Linked DNA regions of Triticum aestivum: region 1 is linked to region 2. The links are chromatin contacts, called in public Hi-C maps. All regions are on one chromosome and are shown on one strand. Each heading gives the region's core, a stretch centred on a gene start, on an enhancer-like site or on the middle of the called end of the contact. The rest is flanking DNA. Distances are from core to core; before and after follow the strand shown. Region 1 has its middle 28 kb from the start of LOC123134194. Region 2 holds the start of LOC123137347 (ribosomal RNA small subunit methyltransferase nep-1).

Evidence for each region. A called contact is a pair of places that touch in the nucleus more often than the background predicts.
Region 1: a contact with region 2 is called in a Hi-C map of root, with 8 times the contacts expected there. The contact joins the enhancer-like site here to the promoter of LOC123137347 in region 2. A contact is called at or near these places in 3 of 5 Hi-C or Micro-C datasets (leaf and root) and 1 of 1 datasets of contacts at active chromatin or transcription factors (leaf).

The regions. Positions count from the first base shown.
Region 1 is chr6B:430,936,195-430,940,710 of IWGSC CS RefSeq v2.1, forward strand. No RefSeq gene overlaps it. Among protein-coding and RNA genes, the nearest start is that of LOC123134194, 28 kb to the left of the region's middle. Within about 2 kb of position 2,332, at least 3 of the 8 cell types and tissues checked have an H3K27ac peak or open chromatin away from gene starts, as enhancers often do. A contact at or near this core is called in leaf and root, where this site is marked.
Region 2 is chr6B:430,704,631-430,709,373 of IWGSC CS RefSeq v2.1, forward strand. LOC123137347 (ribosomal RNA small subunit methyltransferase nep-1) reads right to left here and starts at 2,334. Exons shown (of 7, transcript XM_044557061.1): 1 at 1,861-2,334; 2 at 1,123-1,215; 3 at 647-791; 4 at 441-551; 5 at 280-362; 6 at 123-180. The coding sequence starts at 2,130.

The DNA of each region.
Region 1 (4,516 bases), core at 1,082-3,581, 230 kb after region 2:
GGCAGACCTCATCCGGCAAAGCGCGCCGTCAGGTTGGTGCGGCCCTGGCCGTCCCAACTAAAGTTGCCGCCCTACTACTACGGATCCTAGGACCTCAGTCCGGACGACACACAGTAATTGCCGTAGCAATCCACGTCGTCCTTCACCTCTGGCCATTGAGTCACGTTCATTGTTTTCCTCAACACCAACTACGTCTTCACATAGTCGCGATGGGGCTTGTTCGGTCGCGGATGGCAGCTATGGAACGCTTGTCCGTCAGTGCCTGCCTAGTTAATGCTTGCAAGAATGCCTCATCCAAGCGGGACAACGGTAGACAACGAGACGGGATGAGCATTCCCCATGATGGGGGCAGATATGAAAGCGGACAAGTGAAGGACCCCTAGTTGGAGGAATAGTCATAATCGGACACCCAACAGAGGTGCACCCATTAATTGGCAGACGAGCACCCAGCAGTAGGACATGGATCCGAACGAGCAGACCAGCACCCAGCAGTCATACACTTTTATTAGAAAATCGTCAAAATAAAATTGCAACACGTGATAAATTTCATTTTCTTTTATACTGAATATATAAAATTATTTCTTTTTCTTAAACACAATGCAGACGCAGACGCCCATACATATGCATATTCGTATTTTTCAAAAACTGTCTGAGTTTTCTTTAAAAAATATTCACAATTTTAACGAAGGTTCATGTTTCAAAATGTATTCTGTTTTGTTCCAAACAAATGTGCTTTGAAGTTAAAAAAATATATCTCAAAGCTGTGAGTACTAGCAGTTCTTAACGTTCCCTGCTGCATATTAGTCGCTGAAACTTCCTTAGCTCAACTAGCCAGCCACGTGAGCCGACAAGTAGCAGGTCTCCTGGGACGACCCATCCTACTTTTTTTTTCTGTTTTTCAAAACAAAATTTCTGTTTTCTAAAACAAAAAAAGTGACCGCAAGATGTATATAATTCGAAACCCACGACCTCTCCAACTAGCGCCTGCTCAGCTCCATGCACCGTACTGCAGTTCAGTTCGTATTCTGCTACGGTAGCATTTTTAGGCAAGTCAGATGTGCGTCCTGATGGCTAGATGGGGAGGCATACTCTGGGTCACCAGTTGAATTATGGAGAAACAGGGGCACGCAAGATCCATACATCACTGTTGATACATGTTCAACATCCATAACAACAGATTCTAAAAAAAACACCCATTATAACAGGAGCCGCCGTGATGATCGGCTGCAGCGTATCACGTGTCGAGGATGTGTCCACCATGCTCAGGGGAGTTCAGGGATACATTCTGTTGGGGCGATCCGTTGTGGAGATCATCTCGGCAGATGAATTCCGTCGTGGCAAGTGTCCTTGTAGATGCATGCCATCAAGGCCGTGGTTGTCGTTGCGCTGCATGTTGCGGTCTAGGGAGACGGGGAGCAGGGGATTAGGAGAGCTGATTCCCCCAAGGGGTTATTAGCAAATTAGCACACATAACCTAGAGCTGGTGCGGGCGTGTTTTTGCAGTTTTCTATTGCTTTTGATCCAGTGCGTGAGATGGTGATCGGCCGGCTGAGGAGGCGATGGATACAGGGATGCACGACCCACCCCGGATGCACTTGATACGACGCCTGCTTAAGGTACGCAACCAGGCAACCACCCGAATGTGATTAGTTACATCCTTTTATTCTTTTCTGTTTTCCTCTTTTCTTTTCTTTTATTTATGTTTATTCTTTTTCATTTTTTCCAAATTTGTGATTTTCTTTATCAAAATCGATGAACTTTTCTCACATCCATGAACCTTTTTGAATTTGTGAACTACTTTTCAAAAATCCATGACTGTTTTTCAAATCCAATGAACTTGTTTCTCAAATTGATGAACTTTTTCAAAATCTGTGGTTTTCTTTTCAAATTGGATGAGCTTTTTCAAAATTTTATAATTTTTTAAAAAATTCTGATGAACTTTTTTGCAAATTTACGAACAAAAATCAAAATCGATTTTTAAAAATTATACTTTTTTTTGACTTTGTGGTTTGTTTTATTTTTTGAGTGCACCAATTCTTTAAATTAAACTATATATAAAACCAACGGCCATGTCACTGTGCGAACAGGAAAAGGAAGTCTTATATCCTCGTTCTTTTAGAGAAAAGCCACTGATCCTCCTGAGCATAGCGAGGCAAGGGAACGGTAGCCTTTCTTTGGGCCGGCCCATACGCGCACCATGCTTGAGCGCTGATTTCCCTAAGCGGCGCCAAAGGCGCTGACTAGGAGGTCCCGTGTTTGATCCTCTCACGCACTCTTGTTTTTTGGGATTTTTTATTGTGCAATCTGCAAATGGGCCGACCCAGTCAAGGAGGCACCCTGTGCGAAGGAGAGCCCGCTGCCGCAGCAACCGACATATAGAACCCCTCGGATCGGCATATACCAAGCAGTGAGACCTCCTATACAATTTGACACGTCTCTGCCCGAATTGGTGGTAGCACTCGCCCGCATCACTAGGTACACCATGACCCATCAGCGTTTACGAAATCACAAGTTAATATGTACCCGTTGCAAAGGGCACTCTTTCATCTTCTATGATTTGACAAATGGCGCACTTCATATGTGTTACTTGTTCCCCATCCGAAAGTTTTCCTTTTCTTCATAGGTTTTTTTTATCAAAGCTTTTTATATCTTGAACCATGTGTCCAGAACCGTTTTCATTGTTAGATTTCTCGCATCGAGATATTCAAAACTGGATCACATCTTAATAAGTTTTGACGAACCTTTTTCATAAAAGAATCAACAACAAAAAGGAATACCGAAAGAAAGAACAAAAAACAAAGGAACGGTTCACGTAAATAAAAAGAATACAGAAAAAGGGGAGCTTGGAAGCACGGTGCAGCATCACATTTTTTTTAGAAACACAAGTTGCGCTTTTTCCTTCTCGTGGAAGCAAAGTTTATTTTTCCGGTGCTTCTCGCGGAAGCAAATCTATGCTTCCCAAGAAAGCACAAAAATTTCTGTTCTTCTCATGGAAGCAAAGAATATATATTTTCCTGCAAAAATGATCCCGTCAGAACAAAGTGGAAACTAGGCGGAATATAAAAATTCCCAGAAAAAAAAATCTAAAGCCATAAAGCACGTAAAAAAGAAATCCAAAGGAAGCGTCCAGCACACAACATGTGGTGGCGGGCTGGACGTATGGGCGCTCAAAGTGACCCTTAGAGGGACCCCACAAGGGGGTAACCTTTGGTTCGCTTTACTATGGGAGGCGGAAGAGAGTGTCGTCTGGACCAACTCAATACCATGTGGTCTTTGTTTTAAACATAGTACAGACGCAGACTCATACATATGCACGCATACTCATCCTATGAACACACACACACACACACACACCTTATCCGTACGAGCATCTCCGAAAAACTGAGCCGACACATCATATTGAGGTTGACAAAAGTCGCCACAGACATCATCGTAGATGACAGGAATGTCTCTTCCCACTGAATGCACATTGCCGGAAGGTCTAGAATAAATCCAGAAAATGTGAGCATAAGTGTGAACTCTAGGGCTTGAACTCTGGTGGGCCGGAGATAAAACTGTCCACCTAACCATGCGACTACAGGTTTGTTCACACCATGTTGATGTCACGCGCGTACTTTTTTTTGCATTATTATATTTTAAAAATACTAAATAAATATAATATGGGAAAATAATTTTGTTAGAAGTGTTTGTCACACATTTAGTATATGTTCATGCAGTGTAAAAAATATTTATGTGGCATTTAAAAATGTCCAAACATTTCAAATAAATGTATGTGACAGTTAAAAAAATATGTAACACAATGTAAAAAATTGTTTGTATAATTCAAGAAAGTCTTTCACAACATTCAGAAAAATGTATGTTATATTTTAGAAAAATGTTCACATGTTTCAAACAAATGTTTATGGCATTTTTAAAATGTTTATACAAGGTGAAAATGTTCTTATAGATTAAAATAGATGTTTCATATTGTACAAAAATATGTTTCTACTTCGACTTGAAAAAAAACTGTTCCAAACATGTTTTTGAAAATAAAATTCATGGTTTGAAATATGCTAAACTTATATAAAAATGTTTAATATGTATACAAAAAATAAACAACTTTTATGTATAAAAGTGGACATCAAAATATATATTTGAAAATATGTTAATTGTGCATACAAATTGTTCTTGATGTATACAAAAAACAAGACTTGTTGTGATAAAAGGAAAATAAAAAAATGGAAATAAAAAAATTAACAAAACTGAGGAAAGAAACGAAGAAAACCAAATAAAAAAGAAAAGAGAATGGCGAAGCCAAAGAAAACTGTAAAAAAACAATGCAAAATAGTGCGGGGAAACGATAAAACCCCACAGAAGGGAAAAAAACTCACGTGCAACTATAATATCGGGCCGGCCCAATAACAGCCCCTAGTCGGCGAGACGTATTGGGTCTCGCTAAAAGCGAGACATAGGTCCCGCAGCACATAGCAGCTCGCTACTAGTTCGCGGGAAAAGACCAAATCTGATATTTTATAGA
Region 2 (4,743 bases), core at 1,084-3,583:
CTCTCAAAAGATCCAAACAACTGAAAATCACACTGATTTAACAAACATATTAGTATCACCCTTATCAGAAGTTTAGGAAAGTTCTCAGGACTACTGTTTTTATTGCAAACAGAGTTACTTACTCTGTATGTAATCATCTGAGTATTCCTTGTCAACCTTTCCATGGGCCATGGCACCAACCTGGAATAATGTGCAGACAATACGAGATTATGCACAAGGAAGCAACAGATAATAGAAAACAAATTAGTTCAATGTCAAAGCTTTTACAACTCCACTCACCACAAACACAAGAGGTTCATCATCATTGGACTTAGCAACATAGTCAAACAAATTAACTGCCTTCTCCGCACTATATGAAAGGCCTAATGACCAAAAAAATACATCAATTAGCATCCTTATCTGATCCAGATAAAGTTTTAGTAAATACATAATTTTCTCACCAATCTTCCGTATGCCAACAGGTAGATACTGGGTAACAGGATTTTTAATAACATTAAGGAGCTTCTCACGCCTCCCAACTGCAGTGATGCTCAGCTTTTGCAATAACTGTGCTGTGATGTTGTATAACTTGCAGGTCAGCATGGTTCATGAAATATATGACATAAAAGGTGAAGAACATGCACTAGTTCTAGTATTTGCAACTTACACATCAAGCCACAGAAACGTTTGAACGTCCGTGGCATGCGAACATGAGGCTTGATTTCAAACAACACTCCCTTTTCAGTCCTAACATAAACAGCTTGTAACCTCCCAGCCTTAGTTAGAGGGCTATCAAATATTGCAAGCAGTGCCTGCAAAATATTTTTGGCAGAAATTCAGAACAGTCATACTTTGTAGCTATTCAGAGACCCAAACAGGGTTGGACAACCAAAAGAGAGGAAACAAATGCTATGGCATTAGGCCGCGTTGACAACCAAATTAAATTTACTTCCCTTTGACTTACAACAGGAACTTCTGGATGGATAATACTCCCTCAGATCCAAAATAAGTGTCACAGTTTTGAACTGGGTTTAGTTCAAAACTGCGACATTTTTACGGGTCGGAGGTAGTAATAAATAAGACAGCTTTCTATTCATATTACAGCATCAGAAAGAAAATAATAATGACGGAAATTTAGAATACCTGGTGAATGATATCAGGCCTATAATCAGCTGGATTGCGATTCTGCTTCCTCAAATAATTTGCGTGATCATCCGAATTCAAGATTTGCATACCCTATAGAAACAGTTAAAAGAATCACTAAAAGTGACATAAAATAAGGGATTTTTGTTCAGTACGAGGCGTTGATCTCTTTAATCACCAGATATTGTAGAAGGAACGTAACTACTCTGGTGTAATTAGCTAACACTTGCTCTTTACATGCTAGCAGCCACTAATATTTGACCATTGCTACCTACTCATGCACAGCCCACGACATGCATGCACACAATAACCTATCCTCCAAAAGGGAAGAGAAGAAAATAATTACAGATTTACGCCTAGTGTTCACTCAAACCTTGCAAATAAATCAGGACAAAACATGTTCAAGGCTCACTATTAAATTTATTGTGTTCACTAATTCAACTGTGGCATTCTGCAAGTATGCTGCTGCTTAAGACATTAGCATCTTTTTGGGAGCCCACTCTTATACTGTTATGGCAGGGATGCTTCTGGATTCAAACAATTTCAGGACAGTGCAGCTTTTGTTCAACCTTTTCCCGTGCTCGTAAGTTAAAGTAAACTACCACATGAATAAAGCAGCTACTCGAACAAATTTCTCCAAGTCTGAATTCGACCACCAAACGAGAAATAATCGGTCGCATCAGAAATAAACCACTGGTTTATTGGTCGAGAGTCCATACTAGTGTACTAGCAGCATACCTTGCCGACTTTGCCGACCTCGAGGCAGGCCCTCTCAAGTACGAAGATAGCGCCCGGCCGCCGCTTACTGTCGACAGGCTGGGGCACGATGGGGATCCCCTCCCCCACCTCCTCGGCAAAAGCCTCTGCCGCCGCCTCCCCCTCCATCACCTCCTCATTTTCCTTCACCTCTTGCTCCACCGCCTCGGCGTCGGCCGGAGGGGCGCGCGAGGCTTCGCCGCCTTCCAGCTTCCGCTTCTTCTTCCCCTTGACTGCGTACGGCCGCCCCATGTCTTCTTCTCGCTTCGCTTCGCTTCGCGCCGGCGCCGGGCTGCGGGGGTTTGAGTCACAGAGAGCCGCCTAGGGTTCTTCTCCTTTGTCCCCTTCTTTTTTTGAGGGGGTGGGGTTCTTCTTATTGTGTGGGCTCAAAAGGCAAGCAAACGAACCGCACAACAACAAATAGATGCCCATCAACCACAACCAGCCCAAAAGGAAAGAAGTCTGTCAACCACGCCCGGCCTAAATCCGAAGCGCTGACCATATGGCACCGGAACGGACGGCGCCGACGCTCGCGGGGGTGCAGGTGGGGGGCGGTTGCGGCATCTCACGGGCTCCGCTCAAAGCTGCACGATCCCCGATTGTCTCAAGCGGGACAAATTGTCTGATCCCCGATTTCTGAATTCATCGATCGTTAATTTTTCACTCAGCCGAACGGTCCACTGCTAGGTTAGCTACGAAACAAAACGGCACCTTAGAGCATCCACGGCCGAGCGCCACGAACCCGCCTTGTACGTCCGGACCGGTTGCGCGGTCACTGTCCATGATTTTTTGACCCAGACGGCCTCCTCAAACCCGCCCTCAAACGCCTGGTCTGACCAGCACCCTTCATATCCAACCCAAAAATGGAACAAGTATGGAGCGTCTTGGCATGCCTATCACGTCGGACCTGGGCCACGCTGGCCCACCCGACCCACATAAATCCTTTCCATCCACTCACCGGACCAAACCCCAGCCACTTCACTCTCCTCCCCTTCACTTTCATCCGGCACCCAAACTAGTCTCCTACTCCTTCCGGTCGTCTCCAGCATGGCGGACGGTGGATCCGAATCCTTCACCTTCAGATCCGTCGACTCCGAGCTCATCCCACGCGGCCCCGAGGAGGAGATGGACGTACAACTTGCACTCCACCGCGCCCGGGGATGAGGCCCGTGCACAGCTGCGCTCGGACTCCATCCGTCAGGAATCCATTGCGTCCGCCCAAATAGCACTAGGGCAGCCGTAGCTGCCTCGTCGGAGGTTGTGCGGTCCGTCTGGCGTCTGAACGCGCTGTCGGACGCGCAACTCCTCCGGTGGCGCGCTGATATTCGTGACGCACCATCGTCCCACGAGGCCATGGCACGACGTGCCCGCCGTACAAGGCACCGGGCGTAGGAGGCGGCGGCAGACGTCGGCGAGGCGGAGTCGCATTCTCCGACGCCCATATGACGCATCAGTCCGGGTGCCGCAACCACATCGTGGTGGACGTCGATGGCTCGTCCCCGGACGGATCTGTCATCGATCTGACGCCCACCGGCACCCAACGGGTTCCAGGCTGCGACGAGGAAGAGTATGGCATGGGAGACGGCGGCGCATTGAGTCATGTGAGTCGGCTCGTGTCCCATGCCCTACTCTACTTTGCCGGCGACCGGACCAGCATTTTGGGGAGCGCAGCCAGTCGCCGGACATGGCCACGGTGACCGGACAAGCTCCGATTAAAGATCGTTACGTTGCATGTAATAATATGAATTTGTGGTTTCTAATTTGAGATATCCGGATATTTTTTTTTTTGCGGGGTAGATATCCGGATATAAAATGCTTTTTTTGAGGAGTAACCGGTCACTGTCCACGGACGCGCCCGCGGGCGTTTGAGGGATAGAGTTTGCCAAATCGGTCGTGGATGCTTTTAGCTAGTTAGCTCTACGTCATGCTAACTGGCTACATGATTTAACATGTATCATGCGGAAACATGCATGTATCTGTGATTCCGGAAAAAGAAAAGAACATGATCCTTGATCGCACGATTTAAATACTACTACGTAGCAGTGAACCGAAAACGCGATCCATCAAGCAACCTAATTTGCCGGAGCCGCGCTCTGAGCACATGTATGATATATCCAAACCGGAGCTTTCCCCATGTGCCCGGGGGATTTGCTGTCACCAACGGGTTGGCTTTGGCTAGTTTTTAGGGGATAATGCTGATTCCCACGCAAATGTTCGCGCCGCAACAAGGTTACACTATGCCCGTGGCCGAAGCCAGGTTCTCCATCGCGACACGCTACAAATTGATTGATATGGTATGCTCATGGCGGATCTTCCTGCGCCGACTCCATTATTAGGATCAGCATCGATCAGGTCGACCTTGTCATTGTTGGAATTTTTTTTTCTGAAAGGCTGCCATTGCTGGATAGCTTCATTGAGATTTCAGCCAGCCATATTGGCTCATGGGGCCGTAATAATAGCATGGGTACGCCATGGTTGAAGTATGAACACCCGAGGTCCCAATTGAGACACAGAGTAGTAATATTTCCTTCGTCTCAAAATTCTTATTTTAGATTTGTCTAAGTAAGGACAAAATTTTTAGGAGGAAGGGAGTATTATTTAGCACGAAAACCCACATTAGTGATCAATATTAGAGATCCAATGGAAGTCACATGCAAGACTGCTGGAAAGTGGAAAATTGAGCTACCTACGAGCACCTGCCTAGTCAATCGGCTACTCACACCTCGAACCGTATAATTACCCATGTGTTGTATAAGAAAGTTTTTTCTTGTTTATGAAATATAGGTATTTCCGTATCAGGCTCACAACTGTACTTTACATGCATGACAACAATAATATGGCAGACTCACTCTCTCGCTCGCTTCT